2 separate regions of the Anas platyrhynchos genome follow, and region 1 is linked to region 2. A link is a contact called in public Hi-C data. All regions are on one chromosome and are shown on one strand. The core of a region is the stretch at or near the end of the contact, and the rest is flanking DNA. Distances in the headings are between cores, read along the strand shown. Region 1 overlaps MED13L (mediator complex subunit 13L). Region 2 overlaps LOC119718601 (a long non-coding RNA gene).

Evidence for each region. Hi-C and Micro-C count contacts between places; a contact is called where the count stands out from the background.
Region 1: a Hi-C map of skeletal muscle shows a contact between it and region 2, with 4 times the contacts expected there. The contact joins two enhancer-like sites. A contact is called at or near these places in 2 of 8 Hi-C or Micro-C datasets (skeletal muscle and subcutaneous adipose tissue).

Annotation. Positions count from the first base shown.
Region 1 is chr16:6,016,327-6,021,773 of IASCAAS_PekinDuck_T2T, forward strand. The region is part of intron 5 of MED13L (mediator complex subunit 13L); the gene reads left to right. Among named protein-coding and RNA genes, the nearest start is that of MED13L, 25 kb to the left of the region's middle. Within about 2 kb of position 2,840, at least 1 of the 8 cell types and tissues checked has an H3K27ac peak or open chromatin away from gene starts, as enhancers often do.
Region 2 is chr16:5,953,872-5,959,395 of IASCAAS_PekinDuck_T2T, forward strand. LOC119718601 (a long non-coding RNA gene) reads left to right here. Exons shown (of 5, transcript XR_011803839.1): 5 at 1-1,813. Among named protein-coding and RNA genes, the nearest start is that of MED13L, 38 kb to the right of the region's middle. Within about 2 kb of position 2,035, at least 1 of the 8 cell types and tissues checked has an H3K27ac peak or open chromatin away from gene starts, as enhancers often do.

The sequences.
Region 1 (5,447 bases), core at 1,590-4,089, 63 kb after region 2:
CTGTTAGTGTGAGTTACTTTCAGTTACATCACTGTTTGTCGGGGTTTACGTACCAGTGCGGGGTACTGGGAAAGGAAATACTGACTGGGAACCTGTAGCTGACAGCAGTTGACCTTTTCACCTCAGATTGTCATATTCTTTTAAAAATTTATGAAGTGTTAAAGCTACAGTAGTCTGGATTACTAATTAGAGAAGCTTTTGCCAATCATTTACTTTTACAGTGCAGCAGCAGAAGAGGGTGCACAACCCTGCCAGCCGGGGATGGGAAATCACCCTTCTTTAGGTGTGTTGTGAGACTGTCTGAAACCCGTCCTGCTGGTAGGCGCCGGCTGCTAGAGGTCATTGTTTATCTCCCGCTTTGTTTTGGGCTGGAATCGAGAAGGAATGCTCTCGCCTGGAGAGCTGCAGCTCAGAAATGGGATGTCTGCGTGCTGGTGTTGAGGCACACTTCATCCCACGAGCACTGGTTTCTGAGGAGCGGTGTCTTCCCTGCCCAGAGCAGCCCAGGCTCTGCTGCGAGTCTGTGCTGGTCGCTGTCGTGGATTTGGGTTGCTTTGGCAGTTCGGGAATTGTAGCTTATTTTTCTGTCAGCTGCAGGCAGCTTAGAGAGATGACAGACACTGCTTTTTATTTGAGTCTCTTCAGGGGAAATAATTTCTGAAAGTATTTTACGTTTGTATGAAAAACATTACCTAAAGCTTTCTAGTAACCGATTCTGCTTTATTGGTGATGTCCAGAACGTGCGCAGGTTTGTAGCTTACAGTATTTCACGTGAGGGGAAGGCGTAGCCTGACGTGAGTCTGACAAACCCAGCTCTGAGCATCCAGCCACGAAAGAGCTCTCGGGCTTGCGCAGCTGCGTGTCGTGAGGTGTCCCCCTGGACACGGCGATGCGCAGGGCTGCAGCCTGCGCCGTGCATTGTTCTGTGCTGAGGCAGGAATCCAGCGCCCTTCGAGAAAACGGGGTGGTGTGTGTGTGTGTGCTCTGCCGGGCAGGGCAGCGTGCACAAAGACATCTGGGCTTCTGCTGTAAACGTCAAGCGTCTTTGAGCAAGATGATGCAAGGGTCGCTTTGGATATTTGTCATCGGAGTGCACCTTGGATGAGAACTTGTCTGCGCTCCGTGGAGAGATGGGCTCATTAAAACACACCAGCGGCTGCACTTCTAGCCCAGCAGGAGAAGAAATGATATTTATCCAAACTGTTTCGGCAGCAGTCAAAATGTCTGCTGCTGTTTTGGAAAAAAGGCTGTTTGTTTGTCAAAACATTACTTAATAAACTGGCCCTTAACACTTTCTTATTTAAATCCTAATGAAGAGTTGGCTATTAACTACCTCCAGACAAAATGCTGCGAGGTAACATGCTGGGCTTGGAGTTTTAATACCATCCTCCTCTGAATAATCCTGAATCACAGAGGTAGCCTTACTGAAATTAATTTGATTCTTCCTGTGCATAAGGGTTAATCACATGAAGGTAAAGGCTTGCATGAGGTACCGAGACGTTTCCTCACCTGTCCGGCTTGGCTGCTGTAGTGATCAACAGGCACGAGTCGCTCTCTGAAATGGGGCTGAGGTTGCACAATAACTTGTGTGCTGCAGCTGGAGAAAGCGGGCAGCAAGGTGTCAGGAGTGACCGAAAATCTGGAGCAGCTTTCGTGTGGTGGAAGGTTAGGTGCTGTGGGAGGCTTCAGCCTGGAGAACACGATGGTGTGCTTGGGAAGTGATACGGATTTATGTAACGCTTTATAGCATCTGCTAGCAAAGAGGTCAGGAGCACTTGTTTAAATGCATTCTTACAGAAACCTGCTGCAAGAAAGGGCTGGAGAACAGGGATTTGGTCTTTGCTTCTGTTGGTGCTCCAAGTCGAACTTATAGGGTTGCTGGGGGGGTTCTGCATTTGGCTCAACAGCAGTGACAGGAGCTGACTACGATCAGTGGGTCTTGTGGCTGTTTTCATAATGAAACTGAAAGGGGCCAAGGGGATCCGAGAGGGTGTTTGAAATTTGTGCTTAAAGGTTTTTTGTGGCATCTGAAAGCGAAGGTCAGGAATGCAGAGATTGCTGTAGAAGTTCTCTTGGTTCTCTTTGGTGGTGCATAACTATCAGTAAAAGACTTCATTGTAAATGGTTGGTTGCCCAACCAAATCCATAAGCAGTAGGAAATGAACCCGTATTAGCTCTTGGTTATAAGCGTGGGGCTGCAAGGCAGGTAGGATGCTGCCTCTCTCCGTGGTAGGTATCGTGCTTGTTTCACATTTTACGGAGGTGTGACTTTATGTATATATTTTTAAGAAATGGAATTAACTTCTGAAATTTCCCAGCAGTATTGGATTCTTCAGTTACTTTTTCTTCTGAGTTTTATTGGGTAACAGGATAGAAGTAGGAAAGCTACATTAGAAAGCTTGCTCACTTTAATCTCACAGGAGATTATTTATTTGGAATTGGAAGAATCTCCAGGGGTAGACTTTTTTTGTCCTGTTGGAGAGTATTCAGGAGTTTAACGGTGTCCCTCCAGGTGTGAACTTAAAGAAAATAGCTGTGGGTTCCCAAAGAGGTTGGGGCAGAGCGGCCTTCGGAGCGGTGCTACCTTCAGCCTGCCCCCCCCTTGGGGATGGAGTCGATGTGTTGGGTAACCGACCTCTTCTGAATAACACACGAGGAAAATGAGGAGGAGTTATATTTGCGGATCAGGACAAGGCGTGCCCAAGGGTCCCGAGCTAGCCAGTGGGAAATATTTGCGGGAAGATTTCTTGACCTCTGGTGAGGTTCTGAGCGTGCACACGGGGCTGGGAAACCTTGCCCAAGGACCAGGTCCTGCTTCTTGTAGCAGCATGAGTCCTTTGCAGAGAGGGCTGCTGTCAGCATTAGCACAACTCAGAAAATACTCACATTGCAGTGATGCGGCTGACCTGCTTATCTAGGATTTTTTTTTTTTTTTTTTTTTTTAGGAAACACAACTTTCACTTGCTCTAACACTAGCTGAAAAAACCTTTCTGGATGTTTCTACATAACTGGTGCAGCATTGACATCAGAACCCCGGTTCTCAACAACGTTTTGATCCCAAGGGTTTTTTTCTTTCCCTTCTGCTTCTGAGAGCACCTCCTCATGTGAGAGAGATTAAAGAAGGAACTCTTTAATCCTATACGTAGACCTTTCTTCTATTATTTTCCTTCTTTACAATACAATTATCTTGAAGAAATCTATAGAAACTGAAATCTTTAAACTTCAGGGAAGAAAATTCTGTGAGATAGCTGCTGGCTGTTAACTGGATCGGGTTGGTCACTAGGTGAAAAAGGAATTTTTATGGATGTTCTTCCCTTTTCTTTGTATCTCTAATTATTCAGAAATGCTATTCCTTGGTGAAGGGTGTGTGTATGTGTAGATAGACTGCTCTTTAAATGCCCGGAGGTATCAATGTTACAGGCATGGCATACTTTGTAACCAGCCGAACACTTGTGCTTGTTGGGGAAAGCTTTCTGGTTGCTGCTGAGAGCTCTCAACCTTCTGTCTCTGCTCTGCCTTGGTTGCTGCAGGGAATCCCCACCCTGTCTTCACTTCTACCCCCTTAGCTGTGGCAGCATCCTTTTGTCTGTTTGCCTAAACCATCCCTGCTCTTACCGAGAACGCTGCTGCAGTTTTCTGTCCCATCCTGTGGCTGGGACCGTGTTGTGCCCCTGCTTTCTCTCGTTGTCTTCCCTTGCTCTTACATCTCCTGCATTACTGGGACTTCTTCCAAAGGTGTCAGCCCTGTTCTGCCTTTGATTTTTTTTTTTTTTGTTTGTACCAAGTGAATCCTAACTCCCATAGGTGCTGTTGTCATCAAAAGTGAACTACCAACTACCATCTTTTGATTGTTTTCCTAGTTTTTTTCTAGCTCGTGGTGTTTGAGTAAGGTTACTAGTCGATGTCCATGGACTTAACTGCATTGCTGTCCTGAACCCTTTCTTAATCTTGTGTGTGTGATGCCTGCAGGCAACTGAGTAGCTCTGGCTAGGTGCAGGTCTGTCCTGGCTCTTGTCCTGAGGCCGACCAGCTCAGCTTTGTACTCTTTCGATCCCCGTATTCCTTCCCCCCTTCGCGTTCTCTGCATGAGCCGTGCGCTGCTGTTTTCCCGCAGAGTCCAGCACAGTGGGATTTGGGACTTGGTGATGCCATGGTAACACAAATAATATGAAAAAATACTGCACTGATTAGAAGCATGCTTGTTTTAGTATTATCCTGCCAGTTTTTAAAATGCACGAGTGTTTTCCCACATCCCAGTCCTTCTTGATTTGTTTATACAGAGCGTGTATTTACACGGGGGGCATCCTTCTTGCTCAGCCCAAGTTCCGCTACTGCTTGCATTTGAAGCTCCTCTCTCCCAGCATTTCCTGCCATCAGCTGGCAGTTTCCAAGAGATACCAGCTAATAAAGACACATTCCTCTACCAAACCCCACAGCACCCCTCAAACATGGTGCTGAGCTAGATTCCCTCCGCAGGCACTGTGAGGTGCATACGCAATGCTCCCAATGGCCGCGTGTGTCGCTTCCTGCCAGGGCTTCAGTGGGTTGTGTGGTCTGGGGTTTCTGTGCTCTAAAATGGTGATGACGACTGAAAACGGACCATTTTGCCTTGTAGTACGTTTAACTTTTGGGTCAGGAGCTTTCTCTGCTTGTTACACAGTGAGGTGATGCCTGTGTTTTCATAGATGACAGATCTAAGAGGTCTAAGTGCTCTTTTTGTTGGCTTGTTTGGGGATTTTTGATTAGTTTTGATAAATCCTGACTTGCTTCCTACCTCAGACAGTGTTATTTCTCACTGACTCATTTGTGGCTTAATTAACTTTCCAAAACTGAATTGCAATGGCGCGTATGGAAATACAACCTGAGCTTTTAGTGGCATTCTCTCCTTTGTTTCCTTGAAACAGGAAATTTTGTGTGTTGCTGTTGTGTAATGTGCCTCTAGGCAATATTTATGCTTATGTGATTAACACAGATGAGGTCAAACATACACAAAGGCCTTGTCCCCATGCTAAGGAACGAATATAATTAACTTATGAAAATGGAGAAAAATGGCTGGTCCCCTAAAATTAATTTTTAAGTGTAAGATATGACATGCTTTTATTTCTGTGTCACTTCTAGGTACTTTCTTCTCTCTCCAACCACAGTTGCAGTGTAATGTACTGCTCTCAGCTTTCTATGAAAGGAAAATAATATTAATTACAGGGAAAAGTTGTGCTTCCCCTCGACCCTTTCATTTTTCTCCCTCCCCCTTCATTCTTTTCTATGCCTTAGTGACCGTGAAAGGATTCACGAGCTCGCATTTAAGCCCAGATCAGGCTACTGACATGGTGAAAACCTCTTCCTCTGAGCTCGTGCCCTGTACCCCTGACTCCTTCCTCCCCCTGCCAGCGTTGGGCAGCAGCATGGGTTGCAGCCAAGTCTGAGTGGCTTTGTGACCCCAGCCGTGT
Region 2 (5,524 bases), core at 785-3,284:
GAAGAACCATTAAAGATGATACAAAAGAGCGTAACTTGTAGAGGTGAAATGAGATGATGAAATTTGTTCTTGAGGATGAGTCAGCGTACAGAGGAGCCCATTTCTAAGAAATATGACAGAGGTACAGTCACTGACTAAGACTGAATGACATTCGTGGAATAGCGTAATTGCTGCCCTGATGAGGATTATGGACTAGGTAGTGTCTTCTGTGTCTAGTTTTTGTAATTGCCTGGATTTGTTTCCTCTTTCAGCCTATGGCACATAATAGTATTTCACATTGGTGCGGCCCCTTTCAACGACTGTTTTTTAATAGCTTTAATTAATAGTTAAAATTCCTCTTTGAGATCAACAAGTGGTCTGCTTCTTACCCACGAGCTGGGAAAGGGAGATAAGTATGAAACGCAGCTCTCTGTAGGTGGGCGTTTACGAGGTCTGCGCATTACTTCGAATGACTGCTGCCAGAAGAAGAATGGGAAAATATCTGATCCGTGTGAGGAAGGAGCCCAGCCTGAACTGTATGTATGAAGTATCCAGCGAGACTTGCCAGCAGATGAGGAATTATCCAGTGAATGTTTGCAAGTTATTCTTATGAAAACTGTGTTGGACAATTTGAAATCCGATGTGTGAAGAAAGTCAAATGAATTGGGACCCTGTGCTGAGCTGTAGGAAATCTTTGTTCAGGTATGGTTGGCAGGCAAGACTTTTCCATGACTTTTTACCAAATAGCACCCCCTCAGCATTGTTTGGTGCTCGTTTTACATCCTGCAGGTAAAATCCGGAGTAGTGTAGTGAGGACTACTGTGATTTGCTAGAGAAGTCGAGAATGTCAGAATCTGAGTCAGTGTTTGAAAAGAAGCAAAGGCTCTTTTGTCTGCTCTGACACCTGATACAGAGAGATTTCTGCAGCAAAGATTTCCACTTGCAGTGCATAAAAGCGCTGTAGGCCCTGTTTCCTACTTGAGCTATCTGGGGAGTAAATCTCTCAGATTGTTCCAAACGGCACTGATACGTAACGTCAGGAGGAATGTGCAGAGAATGGATATAATGCAGCCAGTTCCAGTGCTCTGTTACCGTCACGGTAACCAAATGCCCTCTCATATTCAGCTGGAACTTCCTGCGTCTCTGTTTGTGGTCATTGCCTCTTGTCTTGTTACTCGGCACCACCAAAAGGAGTCTGGCTCCAGCCTCTTGACACCTTCCCTTGTGATACTTGTACATATTGATGAGATCCCCTCTCGGTCTTCTATCCTCCAAGCTGAGCAGGCCCAGCTCTCCCAGCCTCCCCTCGCAGGACAGATGCTGCAGTCCCCTTATCTCAGCTGGACTCACTCCAGCAGCTCCATGTCCATGGTGCTGGGGAGCCCAGAACTGGACGCAGCGCTCCAGGTGCGGCCTCCCCAGGGCTGAGCAGAGGGGCAGGATCCCCTCCCTGGCCCCACTGGCAGCCCTCTTCCCACTGCACCCCAGGCTACCGTCAGCCTTCTCGGCCACAAGGGCCCATTGCTGGCTCATGGATCTGGGGGTTTTGGCTGATGGGAAGTTGAAAAGCAGTCAGCAGCGTGCCTTGGCTGCCAAAAGGGCTAACTGTGTCATGGGGTCCTCAGGTACAGCACTGCCAGCTGGTCGAGGGAAGGGATTGTCCCACCCTGCTCTGCCTGGGACAGCCTCACCTTGAGCACTCTGCAGTTTTGGTGCCACAATATAAGAAGAGCATAAAACAATTAGTGCCCAAGGGATGGTCACGAAGGTGGTGAAGGATCTGGAGGACAAGATGCACAAGGAGTGGCTGAAGTTCCTTGGTTTGCTCAGATGGGGGAAAAGGCGGCTGAGGGGAGGCCTCATGGCGGCCTGCAGCCTCCTCATGAGGGAATGAGAGGGGCAGGCTCTGAGCTCTGCTCTGTGGCGACACTGACAGGACCCAAGGGAATGGCATGGAGCTGGACAGGAGGATTAGGCTGGGTGTTAGGAAAAGGTTCTGCACCGAGAGGATGGTCAGGCACTGGAACAGGCTCCCCAGGGATGTACTCATGGCACCGAGCCTGCTTGGGTTCAAGGAGTGTATGGACAGTGCTCAGATACACATGGTCTGCTTTTTGGGTGGTTCTTTGTGGAGCTTTGTGGATTATTGAGTAGGACTCAGTGATCTTTGTGGGTACCTTCCAACTCGGGATGTTGTACTACTTGATTCTGTGTTAAAGGTTGACTGTTGGGCTGCGAGACTTTGGCTGTCCGTATGGCTGTTTAGGACAACCAAAGAGTGAATTGTAAGGCCCAGGGAGACCAAAAGATTCAAAGAACTTGCAAAATACATGAACACAGTGTATATGCACATCTGTTTTAATGTGTCAGGAATTTCCTTCAAATGCTACCATTATATTTATATAAAATCAATAGTAAACACATTTTGTTTTTGTAGGACCTAAACAAAACAATATCTTCTGCTCTGATGCCTGAGAGCCAGCAGAGGGAGTGAAAGTTAACTACTAAACCACCTTGGGCAACGCTCAATTGAGACACTGAGGAAAAAGCTTGTGCACAAACAAATTGCACATCATATTCCTTTCAAGTCCCATTAGAAATGAAGACTAAATAATCAGTCTGGCAAACAGAAAAATATGATAGTGGTAACAGAAAAAACATTTTAATTCCATGCTTCTAAGTGGGTATTAGCAACAATAACACTGAAGACAATTAAACGATAAAAAAGTACTCAAGAGTATCCTATTCACAGTCAGCATGTAGAACCTGATGAGACTTCTGATACATTCTCTCCATTACAGATGCTAGCAGAAAGGAAGTGAAAAATCTCTCTGTTGCCCTTGGCTTGTTCAGATTGTTGTTGTGTTTATTTCTATATTGCTCTCTGTCTCTCTAAATAACTTATGGGTTTCAAACACTGTTTTGCTCAGTCACAGTGAAAGATGTTTAATGAATCTTCATTAATATACATGAAATGCTGTTACTGTTATCTGCTGGGGAGTTAACTGTGGCTTTTCCATCTTTGGTCTTAGCATAGTAGCTGTGGGTACAAGAGTGAGAAAGACAGAAAGAGAAACAGAGGAAATAGAAAAGAGAGTTGTTTTGTGTACATATCACAGAATCACAGAATCACAGAATTGAAGGGGTTGGAAGGGACCTCAAAAGATCATTGGGTCCAACCCCCCTGACAAAGCAGGTTCCTTACAGCAGGTTGCCCAGGTAGGTGTCCAGATGGGCCTTGAATATCTCCAGAGAAGGAGACTCCACAACCTCCCTGGGCAGCCTGTCCCAGTGCTCCATCACCCTCACCGTGAAGAAGTTCTTTTGCATGTTGGTGCGGAACTTCCCGGGCTCTATCTTGTGACCATTACTCCTTGTCCTGTCCCCGCAAACCACTGAAAAGAGGTTGGCCAAATCCCTCTGTCTCCCATACCTCAGCAATTTATACACATTGATGAGATCCCCCCTTGGTCTTCTTTTAAACTCCAGGCTGAACAGACCCAGGTCTCTCAGCCTTTCCCCATTAGGAAGATAGGTACCTTTAAGAAAAAATCTCTTTTCTCTTCTTGTAGAATGTATATTATTTACCAAAGAAGCACTCAGTGTAAAGACCATGTCAAGCAAGGTGAGAGGGGAAAATACTCAAGTTCGGGTTGAAGACATAAGTGGAAGCTAAGGAAAATTAGGCAAGTTTGTACTAAGAGTGGTCACGGCATCAGGAAAGGGAGGAGCAAGCAGCAGGGGTGGGGATGACAATGACCACTGTGCTGTTTGCAACACTGACACGTTTTCTGTGATTTTATGATTTTATTTGTACTCTGTGTGGTGGAATAGGACCCTGGTGACATTTGGGTCCTTTAGGGCCGGCGTGTCCCCGAGCTGCTGTCCGGCCCTGGTCTCCGCAGGTCCTCTACTGCCGGCGGGGTGGCCTCTTCTTGGGTGGCGAAGGACCCTGGGAGGAGCTGTTCTTCCTCTTGGGGACTCGCCGGGGCCCCCCAGGTTGGCACCCCGTGCCCCGCCTGGCGCTGGAGGGACCTGGTGCAGCCTCCTATGGCTCCTCTGGAGGCGCTGCCTGTTCCATGGGGACCGCAGCAGAGATGGAGTGAGGGTGGCTGGGAGTCCCTCGCAGGCTGTCCCTGGAACTTGCAGGCACCTCATCCCCGCTGGAGCTGGCGGGCTGTGGAGAGGGGCCTGGAACGGGTGGAGGAGCCACCCCTCCGTGTCCGGATGGTCCGGGTGCGGGGCTGACCTCCCGCTGCTGGGCTGCAGGTGGAGCGTTCAGTCGCAGCAGGCGGTGGGCCTCCCTGCTGCACCGTTGCGCGGCGACTTCCAGGAGCTGACTGACAAATGTCGCCGCGTGGTGGCCGAGGTCGAGCTCCATCAGCTGGACTAGGAGGTCTTCCTCAAGGCCAAAGAGGCGCAGGCTCTCCATGACGGCGTTCTCCAAGATGAGCGCCTCCAAACGCTGTGCCCCGAAGACGCGCCCCAGCTCCCGGCGCACCCAGGAGAGCAGGGGCTGGAGGAGAGCAGGGTGCTTCCGGAAGAGTTGTCCCCAGGTGTCCGCGGGGAGGCCGCCAGCGAAGGTGATGGGAGCCCAGACAGGCGGCCTGTTGGCAGATGCCACTGCCGATGGGCTGATGACGAGCTCCTCGAACTGATCATCAGCCTGCACCGAGTGCACTAGAGATGTAATTCTCCTCTTGCAGAGGGGGCACTCGGGCTTGCTGTCTGCCACCGCCAGATGCACGGATAGCAGAACTGGTGGCAGCACGGCATGGTGAACGCGGCGCTGCCCCAGGTGTCCAGACATATTGGGCAGCGGGTGTCCAGTGCCGCGGCCATGCTTGCCACTGGTGGGCTGGGAGGAACAGCAGGTGACAATCTCCTCCCAGGCACAGGAGCTGCAGCGGCGGGTGTCACTCTGGAAGAGGAAGAGAGGGGTCACAGTAAATCTCTGGGGTGGGGAGGGTCCCTCAAGGAGGAACCTCATGCTGCCTGTGCAAGGTGTCCCCATGCAACTCACCTCTGCTGCTGCAGGTGCTCCTGCTGGATGTCCCAGCTGCCTGTTGGGAACAGGGCTGGGAGAAAAGCAGAAGTGGCTCTGGAGACGTGAGCACCTTCCAGAACCAAGGCTTGCCTTGTTCCTCGCTCCAGTCCTCGCAAAGACGCTCGGATAGAGGGGAGGCACAAACTGCTGGGCTGAGCCGCTGTGCCCAGATTTAAGCCGTGAGGGCCACGCAATCATAAAGCATCACCTGGAGACATCGCAGCGCTTCAGCAAGATGTCACAGACAGCCGCCAGGCACATGGCCACCCCCCAGTAGGGGACATCACTGGGAACATCACAATGGGCCATCCTCACCTGCAGCACGTTCTCCAGCAGCTCTCCGGCCCCTGCACATATTTCTGGGCTCCCCCAGCACCACTAGGAGGGCTTGCATAGGCTGCAATTAAAGGACAATAAAAGCCGTGACTGTTCCACAGACAATGTCTTGGTCTGACCCAAAAGGAAGCTCATGGCAGTGCCTGTGGGTGCTGCTAGTCA